Regions from separate parts of the Gasterosteus aculeatus genome. Here region 2 is linked to region 1. The links are chromatin contacts, called in public Hi-C maps. All regions are on one chromosome and are shown on one strand. Each heading gives the region's core, a stretch centred on a gene start, on an enhancer-like site or on the middle of the called end of the contact. The rest is flanking DNA. Distances are from core to core; before and after follow the strand shown.

What was found. A called contact is a pair of places that touch in the nucleus more often than the background predicts.
Region 2: a Hi-C map of liver shows a contact between it and region 1, with 4 times the contacts expected there. The contact joins the enhancer-like site here to the promoter of glrx2 in region 1. A contact is called at or near these places in 4 of 6 Hi-C or Micro-C datasets (liver, skeletal muscle, tail fin and 1 more).

Annotation. Positions count from the first base shown.
Region 1 is chr8:8,439,383-8,443,444 of fGasAcu3.hap1.1, forward strand. glrx2 (glutaredoxin 2) reads right to left here and starts at 1,868. Exons shown (of 4, transcript XM_040184966.2): 1 at 1,649-1,868; 2 at 380-440; 3 at 114-290. The coding sequence starts at 439.
Region 2 is chr8:8,574,279-8,578,340 of fGasAcu3.hap1.1, forward strand. No RefSeq gene overlaps it. Among protein-coding and RNA genes, the nearest start is that of LOC120824081, 32 kb to the right of the region's middle. Within about 2 kb of position 2,218, at least 4 of the 9 cell types and tissues checked have open chromatin away from gene starts, as enhancers often do. A contact at or near this core is called in liver, where this site is marked.

The DNA.
Region 1 (4,062 bases), core at 618-3,117:
TATATTTTCCACCATTAAACATAAATTGAACATAAATGCAGAGCTGCCAGAACCAACAGGCTGCAAAGTTACTTCAATGTCCGATAACTCGGATCACAGCAGGAGTCCCTTACCGTTCTGGCACCGGTCATCTGAGCTAAGGCCTCTTGAACTCTTCTCCCGTCACTGTGCTCATCCAGTTCCACCACTTTGTAGGACGCACCAATTTCTTCAAACACATTCTTGGCCATTTTGCAATAAGGACAGGTGGTCTTGGAAAATATCACAATGCAGTTCTGTGACACCATCTCCTGAACGCTCAGGCAAAAAGGAAAAAAAACATGTCATTAAATATCAGTGATTTACAGCAGAGGCAACATGTGTGTGAGCATCCATTTACCTTAACATACTGTACACAGGACGCGCTGGAGAGAGGCGGCGAGGACGTGAAGTTCCCCATCCTGAAGAAAGACAAATGACAAAATTGGAGCAGTTCAATGCATTTTGGTTTTACTGAAGTACATCTTGATCTATTTGAATCTACCTCGAAACACACTACAGGGACTAACACTCCAGAGTAGGTTGGCGCAATAACCTCCGAAAAGTGAAGCTATCGCAGGCAGAGACCATCTGAACGCTGATGATGAGCATTGAAATCATCTCTAACTGGAGGATGACTACTGGTCTGACAACACCCGTTTCCATTGTTACAGTCGTAACGTTAACTGGTTACACCACCGTCTCAAATGTGGCCGCTTGACTCCTTCCAAATGGCAGGCAACTGCAGCGAGGTCTATGAGCCAGGTAATCCGGGATTAGGAGCGCACATGCTCCTCACTGACGATCCAGATTAACTCAGACGCCAAACTACATTGGACATCTAGCGACGTCAAGACTGCACGACACTGTGGAAGAGAATTACTTGCCTCGACGTTATGCTACGTGATCTCCTAATTCTCATTATTTTTTTTACCCCACCTGATTCGCCTCCAAGTAACTTTTTATTTCAGTTTAATCCAAACGCGTGTAAAGTAACCGGTAGCGTGACGTCAGCTAACAACGACAGAACCCGGGCACGCCAGTGATCGATGTTGTCGTTTTAAACTAAAATAATTGATTGTAAATGGATCACACGCATGCCGAATTTGCTGGAGGAACCCATTGCACTGTGAAAGCTTAAAGGTGTTTGCGTTTGGCTCTTTAAGGCATATGACATTTAGAACGTTATGAGGTTCTTATGACAGGTTTTAGTTGAGTCTGGTTAAGGGTGACACCGCGTTAAAACACTGTGCTGTGAATGGAGACGCTCGTGTTAGTTGAGCCGTTTGTCCCGTAGTAACGCATTAGTATCGCATTACTAACGTCAACCCCGAATGCACTCCTTTATTCGCCTGTGAGGGTTTAGATAATAACGCAACTAAGAAGCAAGCTAACGTCAAGCTAGCCGGAATGACCTTCGGCAGCCGGTCCAAGCCGCCCTCGGGAGACATCCTGCTCGAGCAAACATGGAAAGAAAAGAAAGTATGGCTAAAAAACAATGGCGCCGGTGGCCCGGATGACACATGCGGTTAGTGCACCGACAGTTCTGGAGTCACACACCACCCGGGCGGCTGTTACTGTACGCTTGCGTTCGCTCCTCATTCAGTGTGTGCGGAAGGTGGAAGCCTACCTTACGACCACCGGAAACAGCTGTGACGTAGGCAGCGGTTTAAAATAAATAAATAAATAAAGTCAACAAAACAAACGTGAAGGAGTTTTAATCACGGTAATTTTTTTTTTTATCAGGGATAGCATTTGTCGTGCGAGCAAAACAAGAAATAGACTGGAGACTTTACTCAAAGCAACATGACAAAGCTTATTTGCAACAAGAGGATTCTGTCCTGTAGTTTAACGTGCACGGACCTATTTCTATTATATAGTCTCTAAGAGCATTTTTGATTGGTTATTAAGATGGAGGCGGCTCCTGTTTAGAACCCTCGGAGAGGGTCACGCCTCCCGTTGTTCATGAGTTCTTCATATCAGGATGTTTGCAAGATGTGTGCAAGATGATTTCATATGAGTGCTTGGCGCAGTTCTAGGTATGGACATGTTATTCTTAAAATGGGGAACAGGTGGTTCCTGTTGAACTGCATTTGACCCAGATTGCAACATGTTTGTGTGCTGGTGTTGTGATTTGAAATACATGTTGTTCGTGCAATCCAGCCTTTAAGCGGCCTTCACCTATTATTACTATGCATTTATAGTTCAAGTGTAATTGCATTCTAGCGTAAGCGTGCATGTTTAGATTTGAATACTCAACACATTTAAGGCTGAGCATTTCTCCAGACCAGCTCTGATTTGATAAATTGATAAGATTTGATAATAGTTACCCAACACACACATCAAATCATAGGAGGGGAGGGGGTTGCCATGGAGAAGGCCTTTTCCCCCAAATTGTGATGCCTGGACAGAGTACAGAGTAGGGGGGAACGGGTTGTCTGTCGGTGGTTCTGAAGTTGCAGCCTGATCTCCAAAACCTGTTTGTTAAAATGTATACGAAAATCTTGAACATACAAATTCGTAGTGATACATACGAAATAAATACAGACTGCAACTGATGACGTCACCCTATTCAAAGTGAATGGGGACCTGCACCCCGTAAACACACTTTGTGAAGTCTAACGATGTAAAATAAACGTGTTATGATTGCATTTTTAACGAGAAATCAATGTTAACTTGTAAGAATAGAATACTGACCCTAACCCCCTCAAAAAATCCAACATGGCGGAGAGACGTTCACTCAAGAATTCAACATGGTCCGCCATGTTGTTCACTCAAGGGGCGTGGTCAACCACCGCCAGTTCCTATGTATTGTTACAAATTTGTATGTTCAAGATTTTCGTATACATTTTTACGAACAGGTTTTGGAGATCACGTTGGAAGTTGCAGTTGGGAGTCGGTTGCAGGAGGTCCAAAAGGTACGAAGAGTGTGGGTTGTGAGAGACGTCTATTATGAGCAGTGTATTCATTTCAAATAAAGCACTTAAAATATATATTCTCGCCTGGCCATCTTGGCTTTTCCCAACAATTGCATCATTTGGGAAAGGATTTACACCATCAAAAAGCATCAATGGTTCTGCTTTGAAATCGGTTACACTCGACACAAATCCTGAAATGTTATGAAAGGCAGGGGAGAATAACGGGAGGGTTAAAATACCTGCTTCCAGAATTGATATACAAGATAAAAGACAAGGAGGATTGGTCCAACTGATCTCTACAGCCTCAGTTATTTTAGTCCGACTGGATGGAGCTTTAGCATCGAGCTGGAGTCTTCACCTCACCTTTTTCCCTCACATAAAGGGAGAAGGCTTCATCGAACCCACTGTGTGTGTGTGAGTGAGAAGGGGGCGCGGGGTGTATGGGTGTGTATAAGACCTGGGTTAAAGTAAGGATAAGCTTAAGGTTATGCTGGTAGCAGCTGGACTGCTGATGTGCAGAGGACACGGTGCAGTACTCTGGTGTGAAGACAGGAGGCAGACTCTGTTTGCTGTGCTCGCTGTTCAAACGTCCTTAAATGTGATGGGCAAAGGTTCCCTGATGTCAAATTCTTAAGCTGCCGACCATATGGACAAGCAATTTGTTTTTCTTAATGCTGTTTACATTCCAACTGATTGAATTTTTCAAAAATGCATTAAAGGAACTCACTATTATTTTGTATTTTTTTTTTTTACAGCAAATGCGCTACAACTCTTTTCACACTATTGTGTGCATTTGTTTGTCTAGGCGTGGTTTCATGAATTGTTTGGACAGTATTCATTCCGCACAGTGATAGTGAAGACTTAACTTTGTTATGCGGACATCCTCGTGTTGTAAATCATTATATTTGGGCTGATGTTTTTATTTAAGGTTAGGATATGGTTAAGGGTTAGGATTAGTCTGGAGCGTTAATGTTGAGGATAAGTCTCCAGGAAATGAATATAAGTTAATGTATTGCCCCCAAAAGTCATGAAAACCACCGTGTGTATATAGTAAACACTTTAACGTCTTTGAAGCCAGATCAAACCAAAATAACCTGAACTGGGGTTATTGTGCCTTCACCAAACA
Region 2 (4,062 bases), core at 968-3,467, 140 kb after region 1:
CAGTTAAATGTGGTCCCAACATGGTCCGCTATTCTGCTCCCTGGTGGCCAGAAATGTGTTTGTGCGCTTTCACTGAGAGAAAATGTTTATTTTCCACATTAATCGTGATGAGCAGATGTACATTGGAAACTTCTCCATTACATTTTGGTTTATCTTCGTGCCTTTGGGACAACATGTGAAACTGATTAATTGATTTATTTAGTTTTAAAACACCACTAAGAAGAACTAGTTCATTAGATAATACTAGTTTGATACTTGTTTAATTGTGAAGTTTGTGTTCAGTTCATCAAGGTGGATTTTGCATTAAATCATACATACCACCATTAAAGACATTAAACAATTAAATAAAGACATCAATTTATTTTAATGTCCCAGACAAAGAAATTATTATTGATTTACATTATTAGCTTACACCTTGCAGTCTCTAAAACACCCTTTTTAAGTGCAGCGTAGTCTACCACCAGCAAAAAAGCTGATATATAATGTTCATAATGATCAGGTTTGGAGTGGAAAAAATGAAAGTAGTGTTTTCTTAAAAAAAGAGAAAGAAGATTCATCACAGAGCCATCACATTTTGGGAAAGGGGAAGCTTATCATGCCGGAGACTGCACATCTTGTGTACTACTCAACAAAACTTCCAAATAAAGGCAGACAATGACACGGTATTGGTATTCTGCCTGTATTTTCCTGCTGTGGCGGGTGTTCGAATGACAATGATTATCCCGCCGAGACAGAGTGGCACCGAACACCACATGTGCTTCAGTGTGTGTGAGTCTGAGTGTGCGTGCTCAAGGTGAAGAGGACAGATCGTTTGTGTATTAAGTTACTAAGTGACGAACAAGCAGCTGAGTTCGTCGCGCAGGTCAAAAGCTTTTACTTGAGAAGGAAATTGCATTGCAGCTTATTATCATCACTTATTTTGTCTTGGAGCTCAGGGTAATTATTCCTCTCTTATTTTTTAGGATATTTAGAATTTGGATGTTTCTTGGTTTTTAGTCGTTTTGATGGAGCTGCTCCCTCTGCTCTCGGTTATATAAGTGTATAGCTCATTTATTATTTAGTTCTAGTCAAAGTGAATAGTAATTAGCCATGACCCTGTTTGAAGCTGCAACTGGGGCCTGTTAAATTGATGCTGTGGAATAACTCTGGATCCAAAACGAACTCAGTTCAAACCTGTTCATTTATTCATGTCAGGCTCATCGACGGTGCACTTACATAAAACTTTGCCTCTTATTTTGCCCGGGTGGCTCAGCTCAGCTCTTTATGAAAGAGTACCTGTCTGCATGTTTGCACATAACAGTGGGATATGATGTTGGTGGGAAGGGAGAGATAAAGATTGTGAGATACTATCAGAATCCTCTTCCGTACAAGATTACAAGTGGTAATCTTTTAAAGATTGTTAAAATGCCTTCAGGTTTATCAGATACTGTTTAAAAACCCACAACTGGAAATGAGGTTGAAATGATAATGTAGAGGGCAATTTACAGAATGACATGAGTCTGTAAATTGCTTCAAATGAGGTGTCACATTATTATTCCATAACGCATTAGCTGTTACGTTCATTAGCAGCTTAAAGAAGTCGTTGAAAGTGCTGGTGAAGTAAAAAACTATAGTTTCTTGCCTTTGATCTCAAATATTCAGGAGGATTATCTAGAGCCAGTGCTAAAGGAGGGTAATGTCAAAGAGGTTTTTTTATTGCTTGAGGTATACATTTGTCAAAGTTTAATTGTTAAATGAAAAACACACACATGGTGGTAGCGGGGGTTGAAACAGGCAATCAACTATGCCAAATGAATATACCCCTACGACCGTGCACCCGGGGCAAATACATGTTTATTGAAAGTCACAAAGATTATCATGACTACCCGAGTGGAAGAAAACACTATTTATGCAATATAATTTCCCATTATGGATATACAAAATCTTAAATAGCTAAAGTAATAGCGGCCTTCCAGTGTTTATATACTGGTAAACTATTTAGACCCCAAGGGGTTTGATTAGAGACAGAGCACCTCCTAAGGATTCATATTACTGTGAAACTATTAACCAATTCAGCACAGCATAACATACGACAACCTGTGGATGGTCATAGGTTGCTCTTGTTTTTTAGGACAATCTGAGTTTCTTTTTGCTCACGTAGCTGTTGTGCAAGTGCATCTGCGTGTCAGAGCGTGTGCCCCACTGACTAGCAGACCGCCCTCGCTCTGAACCGCGCTACACCAGCGAGCGCTGCGAATAATGCAGCAATGCAGCAGCACTGCTGTTTGCAGTGTTCATGCAGCCTGCACATTGAGCTGCGGGCCGCCAGCTCAGCCCGCGTGTTGCGACGTGGTTGTAATGTAGACGATGTGTGGCCCAAGTCAATCCCCTCACCCCTAAACAACTACCGTTGTTTTACACTTATATATATGAAAGTGCTGCCCGGGCTCCAGACTCATCCAGTATAAGCAGACTGTAATTCTTAAGGGTTCCCGGCTGTATTCCTGTCCGCTTCCTAGTTTGTCTTCTCCTTTTGACTCTTAGCTTCATGTCACAATCGATTTAGTAACACGTATTTTAAAAGCGTATCAACCTCGGCAGCACTGCATGTGAATCCATTTTCGACATGACATTCTGTTGATGCTCATGCCAAGAGAAGGGACAAGAATTTCCACAGGGAGGTCAAAGGTCAGGCTGAGCTCCAGAACATAACCCCGGGGGTGGGGGGGGTAGATATACAGTTGCTTGCTAAAGAGCAGTATACAGTCAAGAAAATGCCAATAGACACCTAATGTATACCCTACTGCCCGTACATATGTCTAACATGAAGGTCATACACACATACTCTCCATCCATATTTTAGGATGTTCTTCATTTCAGTGAACAACACGACGCCAGCCATTTATTCTCAGCTAGGTTTCAATAAAAGCAAGTTTGTGGCACCACCTGTAACTTTGCCCCTTTGTCCAGGTTGCTGATGTAACTCTGCACGATTGAAAAACAAAAACATATACTATTCTCCCTCGTGTGAAGTAAACAAATAAAAACAAGAAAAGAGAATAAGAGCAGCCACCACGTGGGTAAACAGCCCTACCACGCCTCGCTGCATTAAACTGCATCATGTCATGCTTTTCATACTAATGAGAGACAATTAGTCCTGAGAAACAGTGGGCCACCCCTCCATGTGTCAAACACAACATTCTCTGTTCAATGTGGACTCATTTATTATTCACACAGGGCTTATTACTGGATGGATGGCTCCGGTTATGATAGTTGACTCAGCCACAGTCTGGGAATTTAATTGCAAAGCTTTATCTGCATCAAGTGGCAGCCTGACTGTGCAAGTATCCCCTGCGTTGTATCAATGTGGTTAGAGATGTGTTTAGTGTGTTTTTTTAAAGTGAAACTCCGTTCATCTAAGAGCTTGGTGATCTGTCCCGAAAAGGAAGGACTACTGACTCTCACACTCAACCATTTACCGGGTGACGTCACTTAAGTCCCTGAGGGTTTGGGGTTCAGGGTCAAGGGAGGACAGGGGGGGACATTGGGAAGTCTGCTTCAGTCCTCCCTTCAATCTCCTTCACAGCCATTCTCCATCCATCCACCAGATGCCCTCATACTTCCTAACCTGACCTCGTCCCCCCGCCGTGTCACATCCAGACACTAAAAACCCCTAAACCGCCTTGTCGATCATCTGACTTATTTACACTCCTCATCAGCCGCACACAACCAGAACAATCATTCCTGTCTAGATCGTCGTTGAAATTAGTGCCTCTGCTTTCCAGCCAAATAACTGTCCAGTATTTACATTTAATTCAGCTCCATTTTGTTCTCCTTGAGCTCCTCTAAAATGTGTCTGTGGGACTGGTAGGCTGCACAACACCCCCCCCCCCCCCCAATTGCTTTGGAAATCCTTTTTGACGATGATCAAAGATCGGAAGTGTGAGATCCATCACATGCAGCGCCCTCCACACAGCCTCCTTGCATTAGCCACATTGGGCTCTGTTGATTTGCTATATGTTGCTATCATGAGAAAAGTGCCAAGTGTGATCAGCAGGAGATGGGCTTCTGGGGTACAGTATG